Linked DNA regions of Sus scrofa: region 1 is linked to region 2. A link is a contact called in public HiChIP or PLAC-seq data. All regions are on one chromosome and are shown on one strand. Each heading gives the region's core, a stretch centred on a gene start, on an enhancer-like site or on the middle of the called end of the contact. The rest is flanking DNA. Distances are from core to core; before and after follow the strand shown.

Region 1 (6,533 bases), core at 3,184-5,683, 220 kb before region 2:
AGGGCAGTGGTTAGGAGGGGCCTCTTGGAAGAGATGTCTCTTCAAGGGGATCAGGTTCTAGAAAGCTTTCAGGATGAGCATCCTGTGTGTCATGGTTTTAAAGGCCTGCATGGTCTTCTTTGCCCCTCCCATCAAAGGTGGAGTCTGGATCCCACTGCTGGATGTGGGCTGGTCTGGTAATTTGCTTTGATCAAAGGGAGTGCTTCTGGGAGTTCCTGTTGTGCAGTGGAAAAAAAACCGATTAGTATCCATGAGGATTAGGGTTCAATCCCTGGCCTCGCTCAGTGGGTTAAGGAGCTGGCATTGCTGTGAGCTGTGGTGTAGGTGGCATATGCAGCTTGGATCCTGCATTGTGGGTGTAGCTCTGATTTGACCCCTAGCCAGGGAACTTTGATATGCCATGGGTTCAGCCCTTAGGAAAAAAAAAAAAAAAAAAAGTGCTTCTAATAAGCTTGCTCATGGCCCCTGCTGCAACCATGGGAAAAGCCTGCTGGAGAAACTGCAGCAACAGCCAGCACTGACCCCCAGACCTGCGACTGCTGGTTGCCCACTGCCACTTGCTGCCAGGTAAGACCAGCCCAGGCAGCTGGCTCAGAACCACGAGGGACCAGAGTGAGGGCTGTCCCAGGTCTGTGCAGGATGTTGCTTTCAGTTACTTCACTGGATTTTCATAGTTTGGGTTGAATGTAGATGAGTTTATTTAAAATTTCCAACATCCTAAATAATAAAACTTACATAATTCTAATACATAATTTACTATATTAGGTAGTTATGCGTTAAAATCAAAGTTGAAGGTACTGAAATAGATAAAATCCGTTCAAGTTTCCAGTGTAGAATGTGTCACAAAGATAGGGATTAACTAATGCAATGTTGACAGGTTTTCTTTTGCTAAACATTAGAGAAGAAAGTTTGTTCTGACTTCTGAAATGTAAGGAACAGTTCTGCTGGATAAAATATTTACCAAAAAAAGAAAAAAAAAAATCTTAGAAGCACTTGGGAAGCTGGCAGGCAAAAACCTGAGAACCTAGGAACCTAGAAAAGGAGGCCCTGTGGCTTGATGCTGTGGAAACTGAGCCATGCTTTCCAAGGCCCCACACTCTCAAGATAGGAACCCTAATAGCTATGACCTCAGGGGGTAACCTGACTGGGTAAACCAATTAGAAGTAAGCCTGCTCTTAGCTCAGGGAACTATATCCAATCACTTGTGATAGAACATGATGGAACATAATATGAGAAAAAAGATGGTATCTGTATGTATGACCGTGTCACTTTGCTGTAGAGGGGAAATTGGCACAACATTGCAAATCAACCATAATTTAAAAAAAAAATTTAAAAAGGAGTAAGCCTGCTCTGCTGAGGTGGGGAGGAGAGTAAAGAAGAGATAGGTCAGAGGAAAGAACGGGAAAGGCAGAGGAAGAAGGGATGAGGTGGGAGAACTGAAGCACAGCATGCTGGCTCACACACAGCGCCACAGCCAAAACCCCGTCACTAGGATGGGGAGAGAGACTGCCCCCCAGTGTTCATGTGTTAGAATAACCAGGTGGAATATCGCTGGCTGGCTGTGTTGACAGAAAAGATGCTGTAAAAGGACCATTCAGGGAGTTCCTGTTATGGTGCAGTGGAAACAACCCCGACTAGGAACCATGAGGTTTCAGGTTCGATCCCTGGCCTCACTCAGTGGGTTAAGGATCCAGTGTTGCTGTGGGCTGTGGTATAGGCCACAGATGTGGCTCAGATCTGGGCTGTAGCTCCAATTCAGTCACTAGCCTTGTAACCTACATATGCCGTGAGTGTGGCCCTAAAAAGCAAAAAAAAAAAAGGACCATTCCGTACAGGAAACTAAAAGGTGATAACACAACATATTTTAAGTTTTTTAATTTTTATTGATATATCATAAAAAGTCCATTTCAGTTCAGTGAATCTACATACATATATGTATGTGTATATATATATATATATACATATATGTGTTTATATATATAAAACCACTACCCATTTCAGTTCAGTCCATTTCAGTTCAGTGAATCTACATACATATATGTATGTGTGTGTGTGTTTATATATATAAAACCACTACCCAGATCAAGATATGGAACAAGGCTGACACTTTCGGTAAAGGGCCAGATAGTAAAAATTTTAGGTTTTGTGGGCCATGCAGTGTGTAAATGAATGGACATCACTGTGTTCCAGTGTAACTCTTTTTAGGAAAACAGGCAGAGGGAAGGATTTAGCACATGAGCCATAGTTTGCCAACAACATAGTGTTTCCAGCACCCAGAAAGTTCCCTCATGCCCTTCCCATTCAGAGGGTAACCACAAGTCTGGTTTCTATCTCTATAGTTTAGTTTCACCTGCTAACATCTGCCTTACACCCTTTTATGTATGTGTTTTATTTCAAGAATTTAATAAGAGGTCTTGGGATTTCCCATAATGGCTCAGCAGTAATGAACCTGACTAGGATCCAAGAGGACACAGGTTCGATCCCTGTCCTCACTCGGTTAAGGATCTGGCGTTGCTGTGAGCTGTGGTGTAGGCTGCAGACGTGGTTTGGATCCTGCATGACTGTGGTGTAGGCTGGCAGCTGCAGCTCCAACTCAACCCCTAGCCTGGGAACTTCCATATATTTTGGGGCCCTAAAAACCAAAAAACCAAAAAAAAAAAAAAAAGAATTTAAGGTAAAAAGTCTGGCTTAATGAAAAGGATTTATTATAGAATGATTTTATTTTTGAGCCTGTCAGGAACACAGTGTAGTGCATTGATTCCAGCGACAGGGCTGTGTAGTTAGGGGTAGAGGTAGAGGTCTTTTGTGTGTGGTCAGACTTGAGGTGGGCGTGACAGCTCAGACCTCAGCTCACCTCTTTCAGAATTTTTCCTTTTATCTTTGCCTTTCAACATTTTGAATGTGATGTGTCTGGATGTGGGTCTCTTCGCATTTTTCTTTCTTTGAGTTTATCATGCTTCTTGGCTGTGCATTTTTAGACAAATGTTTTTTGTTGAATTGGGGGAAGTTTCCAGCCATTAATCCTTAAAATATTTTTCTGTCCCTTTTCTGTCTCCTCCCCTGGTACTCCATCATGCATATGTTGGTATGTTTAGCGATATTCCACAGTGTCTCTATTTCCCTTCATTCTCTGTTTTTCAATTTCTTTTCTTTTTTTTTTTCTTTTTAGGCCCTCACCCTCAGCATATGGAGGTTCCCAGGCTAGGGGTCGAATGGGGAGCTGCAGCTGCTGGCCTACACCACAGCCACAGCACCAGGTCCAAGCTGCATCTGCGACCTACGCTGCCCCTTGTGGCCATACCAGATCCTTAACCCACTGAGCAAGGCCAGGGAGCAAATTTGCATCCTTGTGGAGACTATGCTGTGTTCTTAATTCTCTGAGGCACAATGGGAGCTCCTGTTTTTCAAGTTCATAATCTTTGTTGATCTATCTTCAAGTTCACTAATGTTTTTCTTCTCCCAACTGAAATCTACTATTGACCCTTCTAGTGAATTTTGTCATGCACTTTTCAACTCCAGAATTTCTATTTGATTCTTTTCTTACCCTGTTTACCTCCTTATTAACCAATACCTCAGTTCTCTGAGGAGTGACTGTTCTCATGACCATCCCTTCAATTCTTTAAACGCTCAGCAGTGTTTGCTCTGAGAATCTGGTGTGGCTTGGGAATGTGTTCAGGCCTGTCCAGTCCCACTCTGACTGTCCCTGAGTGGGTACAGCCTGCACGCTCCTGGCCCCCAGGGCTGAGTGGGATTCTGGGATGGCTCTTCTTAGCTCTTTCCCTTGTTAAACTTCAAACTGGGCTGCCATTTTGCTTTTTGCTATTGGTATCCTGGAGCCCCCAGCCCCCTCTTAACTGTCTGCCACCAAGATCGCTCTTGATTTTGACAGTCCCCTCAGGCACAGATTTCTCTATTCTTGGTACCAGATAAAAAGTCAGTGCTCTCGGTGCAGAGCTGCTGAGTTGCCATTCGCAGAGCCTGGGGCAGGACTCCTCCATAAGTAGGTGCTGGGAAGTAGGGGGGCTGGTAGCCCCCAGTCTTCTCAGAGCACACCTTCCAATGTGAAAACTCCACCCTGTGAGCAGGCTGGTGCAGGGGGGATCAGAGCCCCCCCCCCCCGATTTTCAGCCTCTTCCCCTGGGGCAGAGCCCTGGACCATGGGAGCCCTTCCACTCCTGGCTGCAACTGCCCAGAGCAGAGCTTCTGTCATGTGACACGGGGAGTGGGGGCAGGACAGGATCGGCTGTGGCTCAGATGCCACAGGGGCTCACTCTTCTCATTAACATGCAGATTTTCCTGAATAAATGTCTCTCCATTTGCTGTATGCCTCTGGGGATATTTTCAGAGACTAAGTTATTCGGTCTGTATAAATAGTTCCCAGCTAAAGCACTGTTTCACTGGCAGAGGGTCAGCTGAGCTCTGCACCTTTCCATTCCAGAAGTCCCTCCCTGGCAGTTGTTTGAGCCTTGGCTGGGCTGCTTGGAGTCCAGTGGTTCAGCTAGAGATTTGTAGGGCTTTCATGCACATACCATGAGGCTCTCTTTTCTAGAACTTTCCCATTTACTTCCCAGGATCTGTTTGTCCCCAGCTCTGCCCTCTGGTTCTGCAAGCCAGTGAGCTGGCCCTGAGCTCAGAGCCGTAAGAGTGGGAAACCCTCCCTCTTCTTCAAAGACTTCCCTCCAAAGACTTCCTGCTGTGGGTCATGCTCCTGGATTTCCAAATTTTTAAAAATATTTTTGTCCAGGAGTTCTCTTGTGGTGAAGCAGTTTGAGGATCTGGCATTGTCGCTGCTGTGGCACAGGTCCAATCTCTGGCTTGGGAACTTACACATGATGCAGGAGCAGCCAAAACACACACATATATATAATTTGTCCAGAATGGTTGTTACTTGAAGGAGGTTGTTATTCCAACAGAGCTACTCGCTAGACATGGAATTGTGCTCCATCTAGTGTATCATTGGTTTTAATGAAGATCAGGGAAAATGTTCCATCATGAAGACATAGAAAAAATTTTTTTTGAATTTTGCTATTTTTATTTTAAAAAGCACATTTGCAAGAATGCATTTACCTTTATATCATAAAGTAAGAGCCAGCAAAGCAACTAACAAGGTGGAGGGGGGTGGTGGTTATTTTTTTTGAGCAAAGCCTCCAGCCAACAGACCATACAGCCAGAGGCCCGTTTCAGCCACAATCAAGCACTTCTCACAGTGACCAGCACTCAGATTAAGAAACTGGCTTCACAGATGCTCTGCGTAGGTGGGACTTGAGTTCAACCAGATTTTTCTGCTGCATAGCCGATCATTGTATCATACTGCATTATCTTAGAAAGCTAAGGACAAAAAAATCACAGTTGTTATCCCAAAAAGAACCATGCCATGCCCTACCTGGTAAGTTGGCATAAATTCCACATGCCAAGGGCGTGGCCAAAAAAAGGTGAGCACAAAAACCTTAACCTCTTGATGTGCAGTGATTTTTTGGGGTTTTCTGGGTCTAGGGCATAGCGAACCTTTAGAAGTCAGCTCAGGAGCCTACCTGAAAAGGAGTGTTCTATTTAGAGCTGTGATTTCCCTTCTTATCCTTCAGAAACACTCACAGAAGGCTCCCAGGTGGCCTCAGTTGCCCAGGTGTTGACAAAATACAGGTGCGCAGGACATCAACTCTGGTCTGGAGTCACCTGTGCCTCCTGTAAGCCTCCACTCACGGAGGAGAAGGCAGGCAGGTGTGAGGGCTTGGCCGGGAGCACAGGAGAGCATCGAGCTCTGTCCAGAAAAGTGACCCAGTGCTGCCCGCACGTCCATCAGCTCACGTGCTGTCGCTTATGTCACCACATCCTAGGCTGAGCATTAAATTCCCAGGGAGTCTGGGAAAGGGTCAGAGAGGAAGGCAGCTGCCCTGGTGCTGACTGCGGCTTCCTTTTCGATAAAAGGCCTGATGCAATTTCAGTCCGTCAGAGCCCTAGTGGAAGCTGCAGTCAAGTGTTGTTTATGCTGAGACCCTTAACGTTTCATATTTGACCCACTGCACTTGACATAAGATTTCCTCCCGGATCACTTTATCGTGAGCCGGCTCACCTTGCTTTGGGCTCCACGTGACAAAGTTACGGCCTTGGAAATACCATTTTTTTGGCTTTGGCGGGTATTGGCTTGATGTGAGATCTCAGGTCCCAGGCCAGGGATTACTGCCCCTGGCTGTAGCCGCGAAAGCGCCAAAAGCCAAGCACTAGGCCACCGGTCAACGCCCTGACACCAACCCTTCATTAACTCGCGGTAATTGCACTTAATAATTAAAGACACAGTGAAAGAAAGGTCGGTCTATAAAGATAGCATTCAAAAGGATGTTTCCACTCGGATTGTCCTTGCGTGATTCCACGAATGCACAACCACCTCCCACTTCGGGCTCCAGGACCTCCTTCCCTAGGCCTCAGGCACAAGCGCGGAGCAAGGCTGTAAACAGGTGTGGGCGGCACAGGTAGCAGGCGGGGCCGGGGGCCGCGGCACCACCTGGGGGCGGGGCGCGGCGGGGCGGGGCGGGGCG
Region 2 (6,608 bases), core at 857-3,356:
CTAGGTTATCTTATCCCGCTTATGATGCTTGAACCTTGCTGGACCAGCTCTGCCGGTGATTGTAAAGCCAATGCTTTTACAGCCCTTTCCTCCTCCGGGAAACCTCTCTCAGCTCCATGGAACCTGGGAATTTGCGAGGTCGTCTAAATGATGCCCTTAATTCTACCTCCCAGAAACTTCCGCCATTTGCTCTTGGTTGTAGGGGTGCAGGGAAAACCCATTCTCTCTTTACATGAGCCTTTTCCCCCACACACTAAGACCCAGGAACCCTGTGTCTGCCTACGTGGAAGCCACCCACCTGCCCCCCTGCTGGGCGAGCTGGAGGGGGTGGGGTCCAACATCCAGGCCAACTGATTGCTTGTAGCTTTGAGATGTCATTCTTGGCGCACTAGAGGCCTCAACAGATGTTCATGGAGGAGTGAGCGCATCTCGCATCGCGTGTGTTATTTCTCCTCCGTGACCCCCTCCCATTTCAATTAAGTAAGCTAAGCAACATCAGCTGCAGCTTGGGTCCCCTGTTGTTTTACTAAACACCCAGGCTTGTTATCCTGAGTGTTATTCTGACTCCAGTGAATATAGTTACAATTTTTTTTTTTCAACATCAAATAGTAGAATCTTGGAAAGTTTGAGAGTGTTACTAGCTTCCGAAGGCTGGATAATCAAGCCTCACAGGCTGGGGGAGCTCAAACAATAGAAATGTATTCTTGCCCAGTCCTGGAGGCTGGATGTCCAAGATCAAGGTGCTGGCTGGCAGGGCTGGTTCCCCTGAGGCCTCTCTCCTTGGCTTGCCGACGACCACCTTCTCCTATGTTCTCATGTGGTCCTTTCTCTCTGTGCTTGCATCCGAATTTCCTCTTCTTACACGGACACCAGTCAGGTTGAATTAAAACCCACCCTATGGGGGTTAGGACTTGAACATATGAATTTTGGGAGAATGTAATTCATCCCATAACAAAAGGTCACCCTCTCCAACCTATGTTCTGGTTCCTTTGCGGAAATATCTTCCAACATATCAGTCCTAAACCTACACACCAGGCACCTGCGTAGGTCCCCCTGAGGATGGAGAGCTCATATTTCAGAAGCCAGCACCTCCCTCTGGGGGCTACTTTGAGTGTCGGAGTCTTTGCACATGTCGAACCCCAATGATCATTCTGGAAGCTTCTCCATTGCCCTGGGAACTGCAGGGGGCAGGGGGTTTGCTTCCTCTGCCGCAGGATAGCTCCTCTTACAGGCGGACTCAGCTCCAGGGCTGACCTCCAGCAAAGAAGGCGCCTGGACCTGGCCCCAGCTGAACACAGTCATTCCCACTTCAGAACCACTGGCTAGCGGCGGCCTGGGGCGGTCCTTTTCTCACTCGAGAGTGGAGCCTGCTCGCAGGGCCGGGATTCTCCTCCGATCATTCTGTTTTCCCAGGGAGGCTGCAGCTGGAAACCAGCCCCTCCCTCCCACATGTCCCCCAGGAAGTATCCGTTCCGAATCCCACGCAGAAACTGAGGATCGACACGCATCTATGTGTTCGCCAGCATTTCCATAGTTCCTTAGTGTTGACACGGGATGAATCCATCCCATAAATCTGGTTTCAGAACAGACGGGCCTTTGTTCCTCAGAATGGAGTCTTGCAGCAAGAGGAAGCCAAGGAGGCAGGCCAAGGTCAGGGCAGCTGCTGCGATCACCCACTGCTCTTGGCCACTGTCTCTGGCTCCAGGGGAGCCTCTGACCCTGTAGGGCAGCATACATCCCAGAACTTGCCTGTTTCCTTCTGCCCTGGATCAAGCCACATGTGGATATTTCCCCACCCCCGTTGATGTGTAATATCATGGCGCTTAAACATTGACAGCCTTCTAATCACGACTCTCCTGATCAACAGCATCCAGTGCCCACTGCTGCCTCCCAGTTCAGGCAAACCTTCTCCCATGCCTGTAATGCTATGCTGATTATATTCCATAGCCATCTTCCTCCCCACCCTCACCAGCCCTGCCTGGCTCTGGCTCTGGCTCTGGGGGGGCCTGCCCGCTGGCTTCTGGTTGGTTTTGGACCGTGAGAAGAAGCAGCAAGAGCTTGCAAAGTGGGAAAGGAGGGATCATGTTTCCCCTCCCTGCTCAGGGCGCTGCAAAGATGCCACGTCCCCCCCTCCCAGGTCTGGGCGTGTTGGGCTTCCATCCACGCCACCACCTGGATGCCCTCGTGTCTCTTTCTGAGGCCCTGACCGCTGCCCACAGCCTCCTGACCTGGATTCTGTTTCCTGTACAAGCCCTCCGGAGAAGCTCCTGAAAGTGAAAAGATCTAGTTCTCATTCTCCCTGATCTTTCCAGTTCATCCCCTGAACCTGAACTTCATGACACACTTCTTCCTGCTGCACCGAAATCACAGGCCTTCACAACTCCACTGCACAGCAGGATTGTTCAGGGGAAAATGTTTTAAGGCGTCAGTGCCTGGGCCCCACCCTCAGGAGTGGGTCTGGCTCTGTTGACTTGGGTGGGAAGGTCCGGAGTGGCCGCATACCAGCCAGGCAGGCGGATCAGACCATAAGCATCAAGTGGCCGGGGGGTGGGCGCCAGGGCAAGGTGTCCCTTGTTTCAAGTTTTCCAGGTGATGCTCACACTGGGCAGGCTCGAGCCGCTATCCTGAACCCTGGACTTAGTGGGTGATTTCCCTTCTCTGTGGGAAATACCCCCACCTGTCTCCTTCCCATCACAGCATCATCACGGACCCCCCTTCAGAGCCCGTCTCACATGGGCTTTTCTGTAAAGCCTCTCCTCAGCTCCATGCCCACCAGGGCTGATGGCTTGGTCACTGGAAGACTCCTGGTGTCTACTACTCCTCTTAGGCCTCCTGTGACAGCAGCTGTCCTGGTGGCCTGGCTGCACAGTGACCTTGTGCGTTTGCAAAGGACTTCAAGTTCATCTTGTCCAACTTGCTGCTCCGTGAGGGGGCCAGGCTCAGGCAATATTGGGTCTGGGGTCTCTGGTGTCACAGCCTGGTGTCCTGTTATCCCTTCTCTAAACTAAAAAAGGCTGGACTTGACTCCAGGTCAAATTTGAAGGCTATTCCCCTCACCCCCTCTCAGCTGTGTAACTCCACGTGGTTTTAAAATGTTTTGTAGAAAATCAAATCTATAATCATGTCGTAGAGGAGAAGGTCTTTGTTTAGATGTTACATCTGAGTATTAATTGTTACAAATCACAAATGCTGTGCTCAACATAATCCAATATTTTCGATAAAAACCCTGATTTCAGTCTCTAATGCTACTATATGAAATGCATTTTTAAAAAAATTAACCGGGGGTTCCCATCGTGGCTCTGCAGAAACGAATCTGACTGGTATCCATGAGGTTGCAGGTTCAATCTGTGGCCTCGCTCAGTGGGTTAAGGATCCAGTGTTGCCATGAGCTGTGGTGTAGCTGGCAGACATGGCTCAGATCCCGTGTGGCTGTGGCTGTGGTGCAGATTGGCAGCTATAGTTCTAAATCGCCCCCAGCCTGGGAACCTCCATATGCCATGCGTGTGGCCCTAAAAAGCAAAACCAAAAAACAAAAGCAAAAAACAATACTGCTGATTTGCTCTTGGGAGATGAAGTCAGGTGCAGTTTCCCACACTGTGCTCAGTCTTGCTCGGCTTAACAATGAATAAGCAGTCCCGTTGTTCTTTTTCATTTATCTTCTCCTCCCCAAGGGCTTCACACCCCTTTCTGACATCCCATGTCCCAGCCCCTGACACTGACAATGAACTAATAACCATGGGTGTGAATGACAACCACCAGCTCCTTCACAATGTTCCACCACACCTTGCGCATCTGTCAGTCTTCCACTTCCCAAATTTGCGCACCAGTGCTTGGAAGATGTGCCATGATCTCTGCACCACTAAGGATGAAAACATCTGGGATAAATAAACAGTCAAGCTGTTGATGGTAAGAGGCCATTGACTGTGCCACCTGGGCCAGTGTCAGAGGTGTTGGCATGAAAGGGTGTGTGTTCTAGAACTTCTGAGATCCGTGTTCCAGCCCATCCTTTCTTCCTCCTGGGATTGTCCATGTGGATTCTGGACCAAATCCACCATCCTTAACCATGGCCACGTCTCCTTCTTCCTCTTCTCACAACGATCATCTCTAATGAGGGGGCTTTGCACCCACAGAGGCACTTCCATTCTGTAAGAGGGGAGTTTTCCAATTGGCACAAAGAGTTTTATTGTAAAGCCAAGGGGCCGGAAGACATGGCCTTCGAAAGAGTCAAGTTCATGGTGTCCTCCATCAGCTCTTCTGGGAGCCTCTTCTGAAATATGGAAATCTTGTACTTCCATGACTGTAGCGGAAGGCATTTCCTGTGACAGAGAAGTTCATTACAGGATCCCATTTTGAAATGCCACATTGTTTCTCAGTTGCAGAGGAGTAATAAATAATATTACATCCATTCTTGTGCTGCTCACCCTCGGAAATCGTTTTTTAGGTTCAACTGCTTTCATCGAAACTTCGTGACTGCTCAGAATATAATAGAAAATCTATTATTTTCAATGCCTGCAATTTTTTTCTTATAAGATTTCCCACCAGTGCGAGAATACTCAGAGCCATTAAAAAGTAATACCGAGGACATAGGAATGTGTTTTCTGGGATTTAAGAGGAAGGGCCATCCCGTGTAAAAATAGAACCAGATGCCTATTCTCAGCAACGTGATGTGTTAGACGCTGGGGCAGGCTCAGCACCGAGGCCATCACTTGGCAGCAAATTTAGAGTTCCCTTTCCTAACTTAGGTCATGTTCTCTTTTGATGTTTAAAATAAACTGCTTAATTTGGTCTCTACAGTCCTAATTTCTAGTAGAGGAAATGTCTGAGAGCTTGAAAATCAAGTCCCTCTTTCCCCCCCCCCCCTCATAGAACATACCAGAGATAGCACACACAGTGGCAAGAAGCAGAGGCTTGGCTTCCATTCTGGGCTCTTTGGTTACTAGCTGCGTACCTCTCAGCAAACTGCCACCAGAGAAAGTAACAGCCACTGTGGCCATCAACCAAGCTGGGTAATTCGAAACAGCCTTCCACATTTTACACGCACCTGCTCTTTCACCCGCTCGTTCCATTCGCATCTCTATTACAGGAATTTATGTAATAGGTACACTGACACAATTGCATATGTGTGCGTGCGTGTTTACACACCTACAAGTTTGGAAATACTTAATGTACTTGTGTATGTGGAAAAAACACCGGAAAGAAAAGTAAAAAGCCAACGATAATGTGCTGGAAAAGATTAATGGCCTTAATATATGAGCGCTCCTAAAACTTAATCAAAAAAGGAACACCGTATTATAAAAAATAGGCAAAGAATATGAGTCTTCAATGAATTAAAGGGGAAACGTAAATAACTCCTAGACATGTGAATACACCTCAACATTCATCTGAAATAAAACACGTAATATAAAATAAAACAAATGTATACCATGTGTCCAACTATAAAATTGTCAAGATTTTTAGAGATATTGTCAGAAACGTAGAAATTGATTTCCCCCTCCCTGTGTGATGTAAGCTGCACACATTTCCTGGAGCTTCTCTTAACAATATGTTTCAAACACCCTAACTTTTTTTTTAAATATCTTTTTAGGGCTCCACCTGTGGGCATATGGGGAGGTTCCCAGACTAGGGGTCCAATCAGAGCTGCAGCTGCCGGCCTACACCACAGCCACAGCAACTCGGGATCTGAGCCTCATCTGCGACCTACACCACAGCTCACAGCAACGCTGGATCCTTAACCCACTGAGTAAAGCCAGGGATAGAACCTGTGTCCTCATGGATGCTAGTCATATTTGCTTCTGCTGAGCCATGATGGGAAATCCAAACATCCTAACTTTTGAGTCCCCTCAGCCAAGACAGTTCCTCTCCCAAAATGTATCCTGAGGAAATAAATATGTGTGTTCTCGGAGATGTATATACCTTAGAACAGGGTCGATAATAGAAGGGGAAAAGGAAAGGGTTTAAAGTGGCAGCGATAAGGCGTTCCCACTGTGGTTCAGTGGGTTAAGGATCTGGAGTTTTCACTGCTGTGGCTCAGGTTGGATCCCTGGCCTGGGAACTTCTGCATGCCATGGGCATGGCCATCCATACATACATAAATTGGCAACCATAAGAAAATGATCCAGTAAATTACGTAGAAGCACTATCCAGCCCTTAAGATCATGCATCAGAAAGTACTGGTAGACAGGAAATTCTTTCCTTGCCCTTCTCTCCATCCTAACTTCCTCTCTTCTCTGAGATCTGAGTTCAATCCCAAAAAGTCCAGGAAAAAAAATTCAAAAAATCTGGGAAAGCCTCCCCTCCCCCCAGTGTCACACATTCCCTAAATATTTGAAGCATGTTTTATAAATGTCATTAGAGTGTTCTCACTGTGGTTCAGTGGGTTATGAACCCGACTGGTATCCATGAGGGTGCAGGTTCAATCCCTGGCCACGATCAGTGGGTTAAGGATCAAGCATTGCAGCGACCCATGGACACACCTTGGATCTGGCATGGCTGTGGCTGTGGCATAGGCCTGCAGCTGCAGCTCCAATTTGACCCCTAGCCATATAGAACATCTATATGCCACAAGTGCAGCCTCCAAAAAAGCAAAAAAAAAAGTCATTAAATAATTA

The links. HiChIP or PLAC-seq counts read pairs in DNA pulled down with a chosen protein or histone mark.
Region 1: an H3K27ac HiChIP or PLAC-seq map of skeletal muscle shows a contact between it and region 2, with 2.2 times the contacts expected there. The contact joins two enhancer-like sites. A contact is called at or near these places in 2 of 47 Hi-C or Micro-C datasets (fetal skeletal muscle and fibroblasts) and 1 of 2 datasets of contacts at active chromatin or transcription factors (skeletal muscle).

What each region holds. Positions count from the first base shown.
Region 1 is chr3:49,446,936-49,453,468 of Sscrofa11.1, reverse strand. FHL2 (four and a half LIM domains protein 2) reads right to left here. Exons shown (of 6, transcript XM_021087113.1): 6 at 5,010-6,533. Among named protein-coding and RNA genes, the nearest start is that of C3H2orf49, 15 kb to the left of the region's middle. Within about 2 kb of position 4,433, at least 4 of the 83 cell types and tissues checked have an H3K27ac peak or open chromatin away from gene starts, as enhancers often do. A contact at or near this core is called in fetal skeletal muscle and skeletal muscle, where this site is marked.
Region 2 is chr3:49,222,994-49,229,601 of Sscrofa11.1, reverse strand. No RefSeq gene overlaps it. Among named protein-coding and RNA genes, the nearest start is that of NCK2, 120 kb to the right of the region's middle. Within about 2 kb of position 2,106, at least 8 of the 83 cell types and tissues checked have an H3K27ac peak or open chromatin away from gene starts, as enhancers often do. A contact at or near this core is called in fetal skeletal muscle and skeletal muscle, where this site is marked.